4 separate regions of the Sus scrofa genome follow, and regions 1, 2 and 4 are each linked to region 3. The links are chromatin contacts, called in public Hi-C and targeted proximity ligation maps. All regions are on one chromosome and are shown on one strand. The core of a region is the stretch at or near the end of the contact, and the rest is flanking DNA. Distances in the headings are between cores, read along the strand shown. Region 1 overlaps XPOT (exportin-T). Region 2 holds the start of C5H12orf66 (UPF0536 protein C12orf66 homolog). Region 3 holds the start of SRGAP1 (SLIT-ROBO Rho GTPase-activating protein 1). Region 4 overlaps C5H12orf66 (UPF0536 protein C12orf66 homolog).

What was found. A called contact is a pair of places that touch in the nucleus more often than the background predicts.
Region 1: a Hi-C map of embryonic fibroblasts shows a contact between it and region 3, with 3 times the contacts expected there. A contact is called at or near these places in 2 of 5 promoter capture datasets (fetal skeletal muscle and liver), 29 of 47 Hi-C or Micro-C datasets (adipocytes, adipose tissue, alveolar macrophages and 18 more) and 2 of 2 datasets of targeted methods (alveolar macrophages and skeletal muscle).
Region 2: a contact with region 3 is called in a targeted proximity ligation map of alveolar macrophages. A contact is called at or near these places in 2 of 47 Hi-C or Micro-C datasets (embryonic fibroblasts and heart right ventricle) and 2 of 2 datasets of targeted methods (alveolar macrophages and skeletal muscle).
Region 4: a contact with region 3 is called in a targeted proximity ligation map of skeletal muscle, with 15 times the contacts expected there. A contact is called at or near these places in 1 of 5 promoter capture datasets (liver), 11 of 47 Hi-C or Micro-C datasets (alveolar macrophages, brain, embryonic fibroblasts and 7 more) and 2 of 2 datasets of targeted methods (alveolar macrophages and skeletal muscle).

Annotation. Positions count from the first base shown.
Region 1 is chr5:28,712,982-28,716,523 of Sscrofa11.1, forward strand. The region is part of intron 2 of XPOT (exportin-T); the gene reads left to right. It overlaps C5H12orf56, which reads right to left. Exons shown (of 13, transcript XM_013997692.2): 13 at 3,385-3,542. The coding sequence ends at 3,484. Among named protein-coding and RNA genes, the nearest start is that of C5H12orf66, 36 kb to the left of the region's middle.
Region 2 is chr5:28,677,603-28,680,853 of Sscrofa11.1, forward strand. It overlaps C5H12orf66 (UPF0536 protein C12orf66 homolog), which reads right to left and starts at 1,493. Exons shown (of 3, transcript XM_003126348.4): 1 at 968-1,493. The coding sequence starts at 1,202. It overlaps XPOT (exportin-T), which reads left to right and starts at 1,369. Exons shown (of 29, transcript XM_021091942.1): 1 at 1,369-1,501.
Region 3 is chr5:28,299,661-28,303,129 of Sscrofa11.1, forward strand. SRGAP1 (SLIT-ROBO Rho GTPase-activating protein 1) reads left to right here and starts at 1,295. Exons shown (of 22, transcript XM_021091938.1): 1 at 1,295-2,321. The coding sequence starts at 2,255.
Region 4 is chr5:28,658,913-28,662,131 of Sscrofa11.1, forward strand. It overlaps C5H12orf66 (UPF0536 protein C12orf66 homolog), which reads right to left. Exons shown (of 3, transcript XM_003126348.4): 3 at 1-1,568. The coding sequence ends at 752. Among named protein-coding and RNA genes, the nearest start is that of XPOT, 18 kb to the right of the region's middle.

The DNA of each region.
Region 1 (3,542 bases), core at 515-3,014, 410 kb after region 3:
GCCACACACAGGTAAAACCCTAAAAAGCAAATGAAGAGAGAAAGAAAGAGAGAAAGAGAGAAAGAGAGAGAGAGAGAGAGAAAGAAAAAGAAAGAAAAAGAATTCCAGCTTCCCTTCCACATTTATCACTGAACCTCTCTACTCTACAAATACATTAAATATAAAACAAGTGATTCTAACCTCAGAGAAAATATAATCTCCTAGACTGGAGAATATCACCAGGCAATAAGCTGTGACCATTTTTATCAAATGCCTCATAGCACATTTAATGCCATACTCTCAGGCCTTTTCATCCACCATGAAAAGTCGTACTACCCGTCAGAGTCAGTATAGAAATAAGTGAAATATATTATCAATTATAGGAACTTCACGCTTTGCCCTCTTTGCATAGTTTCTAGATTATCTAGATTTCAGTAAAATGAAGAAAGTCTTCATTTACTTATCCTAACACTACCTGTGAATCAATTAGGAACTGCATAAGGACAGAATGGCTAAGTCTGTTTGATCAGTTAGTAATTAGCTATTTAAGTCAAAGGTTAAAAAAAAAAAAAAGTTTACATGACTAAAAAAACTTCCTGTCCCCCCTTGGGAAGAATATTTCCCACACAGCTCTTGTATTGGGAATGTCAGAGTCAACAGTCCTTCGTGGTGGTGCAAGGTAGAAATAGTCACTTGTCACTCCTGCTAATGGAAAACTGAATTTTCAGTTTAATAACCACATGGATCTGTTCATCAATCCTACATGGATTAGGTGCCGAGTGTAGTAGCTAATCCCCAAATTGGTTCAAAAAATAAGGGTGGAGTTCCCGTCGTGGCGCAGTGGTTAACGAATCCGACCAGGAACCTTGAGGTTGTGGGTTCGGTCCCTGGCCTCGCTCAGTGGGTTAAGGATCCGGCGTTGCCGTGAGCTGTGGTGTAGGTTGCAGACTCGGCTCAGATCCCGCGTTGCTGTGGCTCTGGCGTAGGCTGGCAGCTAGAGCTCCGATTGGACCCCTAGCCTGGGAACCTCCATATGCCACGGGAGCGGCCCAAAGAAATAGCAAAAAGACAAAAAATAAAATAAAATAAATAAGGGTAATACTTAGGAATCTCGAGGTTCTCAGGCAGCTTTGACAGTATTTTAATAATAAGTACTGAATCCTTACTGCTTCCCACATTACCATGCTACGTGCTTTACCAACACTTTTTCATTTAATTCTAACAACCCTATGAGGTAGGCTATAGCTTTGGGTTTTTTTTGTTTGTTTGTTTTTTAATTACTCAGGCTATAGCTTTGTTTTGACTAAAGCTTAGAGATGTTAAGTAATTTCCCAAGGTCCAAAACTAGTGCAGATCTGGAATTTCAACCAACTATTTAACCTCAACACATATGTTAATGACAGAGCTCATTACTACGACTTTACTCTTAGTGGAGGTGGTAAGTGGCAATGCTTATAGTATCAAAGTGCTCAGAGTTTAGAATCTCTAAACTGAAAACTGGCTGTGTGCGCTGGCATTTTTGGTGATTCTTTGTATTCTTAAAAGGTCACCCGTGGTTTTCCTGTTCACAATTTTTCTACAGTTAGTTTCCCTGAAAAATAATTATTCGGTGGTTGAGGTCAATAGTTAGTTAATCACATGTGTTTGACCACTAATAGAGATGGATTATTTAATGGTTTTCTTGGCTTTGGCAACAATGCAAAAAACACATAGTAGGAAAGAACTGCGGCAGGATAACCTTCCAAGTATTCATTTCTGGGTTTTCCCTCTTCTCCCAGACTGTGCAGATGAATAGCCATGTGTCATAAGAAAATCAGGACAACAAATATTCAACCACTAGCTTTCAAAAAAGCTACTGACTAAGCCCTATGTGGAAAGAGTCAGGTACATTTGGATGGGGCTTTTGCTTCCAGAGGTGAGATAAAGTATGCTCTCAGAGTGAAGAGAAGAGTGAGAGAGAAGAGGCAACATGCATAGGAAAGCACATGGCAAAGAAGCCCCAAGCCCTCTCCAGAGCCTCACTGCCACTAGCCCAGCCAGGGCACTGCCGAGAAGCTGAGCCAGAGCTGAGTTGATCCTGTGATTCATCCACAGGCTCCATACTCAACAGTAGACAGTCCATTATTTGTCCGGTTTGAAGTGTTGCTCACCTTTGTCTTAAGAATCTTTTTCTGTTCTTCTGATTAACCATCCCTTGGGAATAAATCCCTTATCTAACAGCCCAGGACACTCATAAACACCATTTTGCTCCCCTTTCTGCCCGCAGATTGGAGAGTAGAAGACTTGTAGTCCTGGCTTAGTGGAGAAGACTGGACACTTTCTGGGCAAGGCTGGTAGCAGCCGAGATGGAAATGGTTAGTCCAAAGAAAGCAGGATTATTTGGAATCAATGTGAAATAACCCACTGGGCAAGACTAGCAGAGGAACACACCCCCCTGTTACAGAGTGTTTAACATTAGTGTCTCATCACAGGCAGAGAATGTTAGAGCTGGAAGAAAATCTACAGAACATCTAATCCTGTCCTTCCATGTAGCAGAGGAAGCTCCGAAAGGAGACCCGACTTTCCAGGTCAACCAGCTGGCTAGTAGCTAAGCCACAACCAGAAACAAGATGTCCTTAGTGAGTTGAATTCTCTCTCTACGGCATCGCACAGGCACATCCGGCTTGCGAGCGCTTGCTTGGGCTGTGGATTTTTCTTTGATCCTCCTTCAAGTTGAATGGAGGGCCTAGTTCCTAAATTCTGAGAAGCCCAAATTCAGTAGCTTAACAGTGGGGCCACAGTTAAGGGTTTTGTTGGGTTAAGTTAGAGCACTGCCCTAGGAAATAGTGAAGACGTTTTTCAAAATAACTGGAAGAGCTATAACTGCTCATAGACCGTTTCTCTTTCATAGTCAGTCTACAAGACTGCTCACGTTACCCTCCAGGTGCCTGAGACGGAGGGAATACATTTAGTTTGACAAGAAAGCCCCAGCATCCTTCCCTGTGATAAATGAGGAACTGGCCTTCCCTGTAGCTGTGGCTGGGTTCTCCTGCTCACTCATCCATGAATACTTATGTCACTAGAATTTCTTACAGGTGAAGAAGGGGGATGTCATCCAGTTGCCCAGCATTTCTCTAATGTGATCACGTGGTAATTTATACTCCCCACAACAGTTTATCTTGGGATGTTTCAGAAACTTCCTGCCACTCACCATTATTATACCAACAAAACTCATCAGGGTGCACTTTCTACATTTGCTCTTCGTGGGTTTCTGTTTCCTTCATGTCTAGAAAGTTTTTAGGTGTTCAGAAACCTTTTCTCTTAGAAAAATGCGCATCTTTAGCACCACATTATGTATGTCAGTGTATTTAAACTTTTTTTTTGTAGCAGATTAAAAACTTCTCTGAGAGAGATATTGATGGAAGCTTCAAATAAAATCTTTGTTTATAGGATGCAGGAATAGCCAGATAATGAATCAAAAATGTTTCTCATAAATATTGACTCCCAATCAACATTTTATACTCATTAACATTTCAGATATTGTTTCTGTTCAACCAGTTTCAGAACTTCATGAAAAAGTTGAG
Region 2 (3,251 bases), core at 243-2,742, 380 kb after region 3:
CAGAAAGCCCTGCTCCTTGAGTGTTTACTTAAAGCTAGATGTACATAGTCACCTTCAGGCAATATGAGGAAACTGAGGGGGGAGGGGGCGCCTCGAAATGGAATCAGCACTCGATTGTACATTTCTAATTTTATACTGTATATATGTGTCCTTCATTCACACCAGACCCTGTGCCTCTGATATTCAAGGGCCGAAAATAGGCCAAAGAACCAAAACAACTCTAAAAGCTCTGGGATTCATAATATTGGTAATTATAAATAGTAATTTTTGTATGTATAACCCTTGGCCGTCATTTACATTATTTCCTTCTGATCTACTCATACTAATTGGTTCTACTAGTGAAAATCTGCTGAATAAGCTCATCTTATTTCCAGGGGCAAGATTTATCACGGGATGATAAGAATGTTTGCCATTTTCCCTGTAAGGCCCTTCATGCTAGTGTTAGGCATATCTCTTGCCGTTCCTGCCCAGTATTCATTTATTTCTTCATTCATTAAATATTTATTGAAGATCTACAAAGAGGGGTTAGGATTCCACTTACAACTCTCCGGGGACTTAACCTTAAGAGGATAGACAATAGTGTTCATTAACTCTAATTAGGTTGTACTGCCAACTTTTGCTCCCCTGACCGCATTGTCACTGGTTAGAAGAGCGAGGGCACAGAGTTTGTTTAACTTCTCATTTATGGCACCAATCCATGCATGAATAAAATGGATACAGCCATCGGTTTGGAGCACAGCCTTGCAAAGAGCATCCACCCAATCCGCCAATCTATCTGCAGCGGAGGCCGGTGGGCGGGGTTTGTGGAAGCCGAGGGAAGGAAGGGATTCGTGGGAGGAGACCTGGAAGTGCCGAGTTGAGCCTGCGGCTAGGAGTGACAGACACAGGGAACCCAAGCCACTGCCGATCGGGGAATATATTCCCTTTCTTTCCTCCTCAAGGGGCATAGGGGGCGGGGCGGAGGTACCTAGTTTCTGCCCCAGGTAGGTGAGGCTGTGATAGACCTTCTCGGCCGCAGCCAGGTGGGCCAAGGCCGCCAGCAGCGACAGCCAGCTGCCCCCCGCGCTCTTGTTGGCCTCCCGTTCCTTCTCCACATTGTCCTTGGCCTTGTCGTAAGAGAAGATACCCAGGTGAGAGAAGAACGTCTCCAGCACCGCCTGTTCCACCGGGACCGGGGCGGCCAGCGGGATAGACTCCCCCATGCGAACTGCGCTCCAGCTCCACCCACGTGGCTCTCCTCTCCCTCGCACTTCCGGGTTCTCAGGGAACGTGCGCACTAGCGTGCGTGCGCGTGACCGCCGCAAGCGGCGGGTTCGTGAGCGCGCTGCCGCCTGGGCTTTAGAGAGAAACTCTGTTAAGGGCCGAGGCGAGAGAGAGGTGGCCACTCCTCATCTCTTGAGTGACTTCTGCGCTTCGTTCCCGCAGCTCTGATTATTCGGACCCTCAGGCCAGAGCGCGAGGCTGCCAACTCGCTGCTCTGTGGAGCTGACGGCGTTCTGAGGTGAGCTGAGAAGCCCCTCCCTGCAAGACTGCGTCAGTGCCTATGACGTCACGTTTCCGTGACGTCAGTAGTTCTTAACATCTGGCCGGGGCTCCGCAGGCCGGTGATACGCGAAGCGAGAATGCGAGACGCGAGTTTGGAATTGTGCTGGCTTTCACAAAAACAAGTCTGTAGTCCTCATTGTTTTTAATCCAACTCCATTAAGTGGTTTCTAGATTAGAAGCCCCACGTGGGTAAATTTATCCCCTTGTCTGATTTTCATCCAGTCACACGTGGTGGTTAATGTTCGCCTTGGTTCCATTTGTTGTAGTCATCTCGGAGTCGTGCTAACGAAAGGGCTTACAAGCAGAGCTGCTCCTTAAGCTTGGCCATTCTTCCCACACTATTAGGCTTCCTTAAAGAGTTATCATCATGAGGGTTACATTAATGTAACGTCTGTTAAAGGATCTGAATTGATACTTTGTCACTAAGATTAATTACAAATCCCTCTGACGTTTAGGAAACACCGTAAACTCGGCTCATAGATAGGTCCTCTACCTGAAACACTCCCCACCGCTCGCAGAGTTCGCAGTTTTTACCTTTCTCTTTCCTTGTACATGCTTATTTATTTTATGCCGTTTAGTCATGTTGTATTTAATCACATGTATTTGCGTGTTTCTTTTTCCTACTAAGTGGTGAACTCCCTAAAGCAGAATCTAGGGTTCATCCACCTTTGTAATCTTTTCATCATGGCTGACACAATGATGTTTGTTGGACAAATGAAGGAATTGCCTATTTTTTTTTCTTTTTTGTTAAATGAAATCTGTTATGCCATCATTACCTGTTAATGCAAACGCCATAATAGGATTTTAGTGAACATATAGTATACATGTTCCTTGCTGTTAAGAATATAATTAAGATAAACTCTTTTACTGTGATACTGTTGCTGCAATTTTGGCCTCTGTCAGTGCCAAATAGAGACTCGAGACAAGAGTTTTTGGTGAAGGAGAAAAAAAAATAGCTTTTATTGCTTTGCCAGGCAAAGGAGGCCACATCAGGCTAATGCCTTAAAGACTGCCCTCCTTTGGGAAGGGAGTTTTATAGTAAAAATGAGAAAGGTTTTTAGATAGGAATCAGGATTGGGGCAGACACGCATTCTTCTTTCTTAGGGGGAATCTTAGTCATCAAAGCTGGCATCAGGAGATCTCAGCATGATCGTGATGGTGGTCTTCTGAGTTATTGCCTAGAATAACAGTACTTGCAAAAAGGGATATTGATCAGAGATTAGAACAAACACAGGAATTTCCTGAAAAACCGTGTGCCAATAATCTTTAACACACAGACATGCTCAGGGTAGTTGGGTTCAGAGTGCAATTAAGCCAGGGAGAAAGACAAGGAAGGACTCTAAACTCTTCAATTTTAAAGTCTTCATTTCTAAAAGAAGCATAAGGAATATAACTTTTCTCTTAGGTGTGTAAGATGCCTGCATCATTTTATATATATATATGTATATCCCTTGAGACGGAACCAGGATTCTGCCCCAAGGCTGTCCTTTTGTTGCTTGACTCTTCCTCCATTGTCTTTGCATCCCCTTTCTTCCCTGATAAGCAACTGTCTGAACCTGTCCCTTGTAACTCAGGGAAGGCCATGGAGGCTGAATGAGGCCGATTTCCTAAGAACAAGAAATGGGGAACACAGAAAGGCATTTGTGCCCAGGAGCCCCACAGGGCCCTGCTCAGTTTCAATACAAGGCAGAATTTTATATGTTATA
Region 3 (3,469 bases), core at 45-2,544:
CAAGGTGCTACAGTGGGATTCTTAATGCACTGCGGCACAGCAGGAACTCCCAATCTGGTATTTTATTTGTTTGTCTTTTTTTATCTTGTCAGGGGCACACCCTCGGCATATGGAGGTTCCCAGGGGTCAAATCGAAGCTGTAGCCACTGGCCTGCACCTCGTCATCCACTTACACCATAGCTCAGGGCAATGCCGGATCCTTAACCCACTGAGTGAGGCCAGGGATGCAACCTGCGTCCTCATGGATGTTAGATTCATTTCTGCTGAGCCAGGACGGCAACTCCCCCATCTGGTATTTTAGAGGAAGAGGTCTTGCAGCTCATTTCAAACTCCCCCAGAGAAGGATGCTGCTGCTTCTCCTGAGAATGCGACCCTTTCCCTAAGGTGAAAACCTACGTCCTACTCATCCTTTAAATTCAGTTCAAATACCATTTCGCTGGGAAGCCTTTCTTCTCAAACCTCTTATGCGGTCCCAGTTTCCTCAGGGCTCCCAGAGTAGTGAGCTCCCCTACAGCATTATTGTACCATCTGTAATTACTCATTTATACAACTGTAGATCGTGAGACTCTTTAGGGCAGGGTTCTACTCTCTGAATCCCTAGCTCTTAGCTTGATTTTTGGCTTGCTGTAAGAACTCAAAATGTTGTCTCATGAATGAATGATGAAAGTCTCAAAGTCCCTTCACTCTTTAGATCTCACAGGGAAAACATCTGATACTGGACACGCCTTTGGACACAGCACTTTGATATATCAGGCTCATAATATTTGAGAAGGAAAGGTCCCTTCAAAACCTAATGACATCCTAAGCGTGACCTGTTCCCCCACCACACCTTTCCTGCCATCGTAACCACCCCCTTCCCCCAAGATAGGGAGAATATGATCATGATTTTTCTCCGCCCAGATCAAAGAGCTTCGCCCTTCCTTGATTCTTAACAGCCAAGACGTTCACAATAGACTCCAGGGTTTCTGCTGGGTTTGGTGACATCTTCGAGTGACATCTTTCTTTCGTGGAGACATCCAAATCTGGATCTCCCCACCGGACTCTGAAAAGAGCCCCACTACAGCTCCGACCGGCGGCCGAAGACAACCCGCCTGGTCAGGAGGGGTTTTCCAGCTGTGCAGGCTGCACAGCCCCGGGAGGCGCTGGGGGCGTCGCCCACGGCCGCCGGGCTCCGCGCGCAGGCCCGGGCTGCGGTTGGCCACAAGAGGCATCCATCTTCCCGGACGAGCGCGGCGCTTCCTCACCGAGCCGGGCGGGGGCGAGGGCGGAGAAGGGAACGTGTGGCTGAGCCCACCCCTCCCGCGAGCCCTGCCCCACCTCGCCGAGCGCCGTCCGGCCGCCCGGGTCGCTGCCGCCCGTAGCTCGCTCCCGGAACGCCCAGGAGCCGCGGGGCCGTGAGAGCGCCGGCAACTTCGCAGCCGCCCCGGGGGCGCGGCTCCACCGGGTGCGTGTGCGAGTGTGCCTGTCGCCGGCGGCCTCCTGGGGGCAGCAGCGGAAAGGGGGACGAGGAGAAAGAGGCAGCCTCGGCGCACGGTGGCCCAGGAGGCAGAGGCCCCGCGTTAACGCCGGCGGTGGAGGCACAAACTCCGCCGGGGCTGCGACCAGGACGTGTTCTTTAGGCGCGGCAGCCGCCCTCGCGGCCAGCGCTGGGACTTGCTTTCGGATCGCGATTCCTCTTGCCTGCCCGGGGCAGTAGCAGCCGTGTGTGCCCACGGAGGAGCAGCGGCCCCGGCAGCAACATCCCTAGTCCGGGCGGGACCCCTGAGCGCCGGAGTCGGTGGCTGGAGCAAGAAGGGAGGGTCGCGGCGCCCGCCCTCCTGGACTGACCCTGCCCGGCGCTCCCCGTGCGGGTTGCTAACAATGGTGCGGAGCGCCGGCGCGATCCCCGCGTCCGCCCAGCGGTGGTAGAGGAAGTGGCCAGCTCCGGGTGGGGTGGGCAGGGAGACGCCCCCTGCCACTCGCTCGCCGGAGTTTGCCGGCGCACCAGGCCTCCCCGGCCCCGAGCCCTGGGCTCCCCTCCGCATCACCGACGGCAGCTGGATCCGGAGAGTATGGTGCCAGCGCCTGGGTTAATCTAGTCCTCGGCTCGCTCCTTTTTTTTCCTCCTCCTCTTCTTCCTCCTCCTTTCCCTCCTGTCGGTGCTGCCTCTGGGTTCACTGCGTGTGGGAGTACAACTCTGCCTCTCCAAGGAGACTGATCTGTGACCCCCTAACAGAACTTGCCCATTGAAAGCAAACCCAGTAACAGCTGGATAATGTCCACTCCGAGCAGATTCAAAAAGGACAAAGAGATCATAGCCGAGTATGAAAGTCAAGTCAAAGGTAAGAATGGGAGCGGCTGCCCTGCTCCTTTTGTGTGCTTTCTTGTCATTGTGCTCTGGGAGTTGCATTTCTAACTTGGGGTCTGCGTTGGAGGAAGGTTGTGAGGGACAGCTAGGGTGCCTGGTTGAGCCACCCGGGGCTTCGTGCAAGCCAATCCCAGTCGCAATCCTAGTCCCGTCAAACCCACGGGGAGCTGGAAACTGGGTGGCTTTCCCCAGCTGCCAGCGCGCAGCTCCAATAGGGTAAACCTGGCTTTAACTTAACAACCTTAAGCCGAGCAATCTGCAGGGGAGGCAGGCAGCAGCAGTGGTTGTCATCACCATCATCCTTATTATTCTTTTTAAACAATGCCATTGTCACAATGTAGTTTTTTTTTTTTTTAAGGAGTCTTTTTTCTGAAGTCTGGACCCAAAGTGATCTAGAGCTTTATTGAGTGCAGGCAATTTTCAACATTTGCACTATTCGCTAGTTTATCAGGGTGAGTCCCCCTTTTATAAAATTACTCCCCCAAAGCCTGTCAGTTAAACCAAGCAGGCACTAGTGGAATCTGACTCTTCCTTTATAACGGGCCGGAATTCAGTGCCATCTTTCACATTCACACACGGGAATATTGCTTTATCATTTGCTGGAGGCCACTGGCATGTAAAATGAAGGTTTGAATATTTGAGTAGTAGTTTTAACCCACTTACGTTGCCAGCTAATGAGGGAAATCTAATTAAGGTTCATTAAACATTTTTACTTAATGTGCCTTGTGGTTTTAAAAAATATGTATTTCCTCTCCACTACAAGTACTTTGTGTTGCTGTCGAAGTGTTTTGTAAACATATATTTGTTGTTTTTTTTCTCCTCCTTTGTGGTTTCTCATGGGTAGCTTGTCCCACCCGTTGAGACAATGGATGGAGTGTTCAGATCACTGCTGTTCTTTGGAATAGTCAATGCAAAGTTGATAAAAATTGCTTTGTAGCCACCTGTGTTTGTACATATACAATCTTATGAAAGAACTTCAGAGAAAGGCGTTTCTGTACTTGCCTAGGGAAAGGCAGGAGCAGCCTGCGGGTCCTTTTGTGTGGTCAAGTTGTGAAGATGCCTAGAGTCCTTTGAGAGGACCTGGTGGGGGAACCCTCTGTCACTCTAGTGTGAATCTGGACG
Region 4 (3,219 bases), core at 174-2,673, 360 kb after region 3:
CTCAGTGGATTAAGGATCCGGCGTTGCCGTGAGCTGTGGTGTAGATCTCAGATGTGGCTCAGATCCTGCGTTGCTGTGGCTGTGGTGTAGGCTGGCAGCAACAGCTCCGATTAGGCCCCTATCTTGGGGAACCTCCATATGCAGTGGGAGCGGCCCTAAAAAGACCAAAAAAAAAAAAAAAAAAATCAATAACTGACAGAAATTTCTCACCAAGACCTTAATTTGGGCATCAAAAATATTAAATTGTTTTATGATCAGAATCATAAAACTTATAATTTCATGTTAATGTGCTAATTTACAAATAGAAAACCGTCCTTGACTCTAAAAAAAAAAAAAAGCCATTTTATATCATATCCTGATTACTCATCAAGGGAGGGGGAGGAGAGGGCATTTGGAATTGCATTGGAACGCAATGTTTAAAACAATATAAAACATCTGGAGAGAAAAATCAAGGGCCAATAAATATTCAGTCTACATGAAATACAGGAAAACGGGAGAAAACGCCGAGAGTACCTTGCTGTACCACGGAGACTCAGCAGCCACGTTCACTTCCTAGGTTACTCTTTGGATACCTAACGCAGTTGGCCTTAATTGCTTATAGCGTGCGCAACACAATTAGGGAGGCTCTGTCTCTAATTTAGCTCTGAAAGAAGCAGGAATGGATGGCAACTCAAACCACGGACCCCTGCAGCTGGTGAGAGCAATTAAGAACGCAATTTCCAGTCTTAAAACCCTTCACACAAAGCACCTGCTAACCTTTGGATCCCGGTTTCAGACCTGCAAAAACCTTGGGGTTCTTAAGGGCAAGGGAGATCTCGCTCAGGAAGGAAATGAAGTGGGAATCTCTTTCGGATTTCTTTGACTCGAAAATGACAACGATGGTGAAGTGAGGTTCTGGACGGGTGAGGAAGTAGGTGCTCTGGACTTTGTCATCGTAGAAGTGGACCACTTTCTCCAAGCTGTTTAGGTCGGATGTGCGGTCTGTCATGATCATGATGACATTGGGCCAGTGCATGACAGGCCGGTCGCTGGGCAGAGACACCACGGCCGGATACTGATCCACGCCCTTCGGAGCCTCTCTGTAGGAATGGGGGTGGTGGTAGCCGTGACCCTGGAAGCTCTCCGAACCTCGGTTGTCAAAGATTAAGGACACGTTGGCAGCATCGTATTTCCGGATGAAGCTGGAAATCTTGCCAAAGAGATCTGGATTGGCTTTCGCAGTCAGCGTTTTCATTTCTGAGGCAGTCGTTTGTCGGCTCAGTGCCTCGTGAAAGTAAAAGCTAAATTTGGCAAGAAGCATGTTTTTCAGTTTCATCAGCCAAAGGAAAAGGTGTGGAGGCTGAACGGCCTTCTGAGACTGCCCTCCAAACAGATGTTTCTTGGTCTCCCGCTGCTTTTCAAAGATCTGGCCCCAGGTCTGCAGCTTGGTGTGAGCGCTGTGTAAGTTAACCAGAGACGGCAGGAACTTCCACTCGGAGACCTGAGCCTGGGCCTTCAGGAGGTGACTCAGGACATCGACCTCCAGCTGGAAACTGCTTTCCAGGGGACTGAGGATAGGGTGGTGAAATCTAGAGGTGGGGAGGGAAATAAATAGAAAGAAGTGGAAATGTGACTCCGCGAAGACATCTTCTATCCTCAATAAAGGAAAAACCCACAACGCAGTCAGACAAATAATATTGTCTGGGGGCAGGGGAAGGAAAGATGGAAGGATTCTATGTTGATTTATTTAAAGGGTTGTACTGACATAACTTCATCTCAGAATTGTGTCAGCATCATAATAGTTTCCCATGGAAATAGCCTGACATTAAAAAGAGAGAAAGACAATGGTGGCTACCTTCTTTACAAATACAAAGAAGCTGAATTAGCTACAAATCTTTCTTATTTATTCTGGGAACTCCATGACAAACTGGGACATAAGGTCACCCTTGCTTTGAGCTCCTTCTGAGGGGAAGTAAAAGCTACCTATGCCTTCACTCCTTTATCTCTCAAACATACGGAACATAGTAGAAATTCGGTAAATGTGGTAACTGACCACGTTAAGATTTGAACCCTAGTTTCTGCTTCCTGGATTCCCTCTGTAGTTTATGATCTAAATGAAGTTCTGTGACAATGAGATGGAATGGTTAAGGAGAATCCTCTCTGTAAGGACCACTTAGAACTTTCCTGTTCATCTTTTTCTGCTGAGAAATATCCAGGGAGTTTCAGTGTCAGCCTGGCCTGATGCACTCTCCTTCTCAAGGAGCCTACGTGAAGCTCTTAGACACTTTCTCAAGTTCCAAGGCACCTGCAGAGGTTTCAGGAATCATTTTAGCAAGTGACCTCATTTTAAAGATGTGGGCAAGATCCAGCCCTTCCTGAGCATAGCTTATGCCCCAGGCACCATGGGAGAGATTTCCAGGCCTGAGCCCAGGTAAGTTAATTGCTTCACTGTCAGTGAGACAGAAGATTCTTACACAGCTGTTTTGGCCTCTGTTGAAGAGACAAATGCTGGTTATCAATTAAACAGTTGGGGAGAAAAAAACCACCACAAGTAAATCTAGAGTTTTTAAAAATCTATTTAAACAAGGGATTAAAATTAAGAGAGCCCATACTAGGATGGAGATTATAAGATAGAAACTGATTACCAAGTGATTAAATAGGATGTAGTTATTCACATGACAATAAGACAATGTATTGGGTTTTTTTCTTTTTTTATCACCGGCATTTTATAATCAACATCCTTCAAGATAGGGAAGCTAAAACATGGGTGGTGTGTGTAGTCTAATAAGACACTCAAAGAATCAGAAAAATACACCAGATCTCAAACCCTCTACCTCATGTGCTCAATTAATTAACTTGGATCTTTCAAACATTACATGCTTCAAAATAAACATTAAGTCTAACACACACACACTCTATAGCATGTCTTAAAATTTTTGCATTCTACGATATGCTCCTACCACCTTAGCCTTTAGACAACTTGACAATGAGCCTTAAACATCAGAAGCTTCTGTAACCCTGGTTAGCAAGAAAGTCAGCCAAGGAACTCTGAACACAGTAAGACTGTTAATAACAGGAGAATGACATAATCTTACCCCCAAGAAACAATACTTTAAGTGATTTTTTTCTGCTTCCAGTTGGAAATCATCATTTATATCCAATATTCTCCTTGAAAGAATATGAATACTCTCTACACACCTTAAGAATTCTGCACAAGCTCTTCCATAAACATACTAGAAG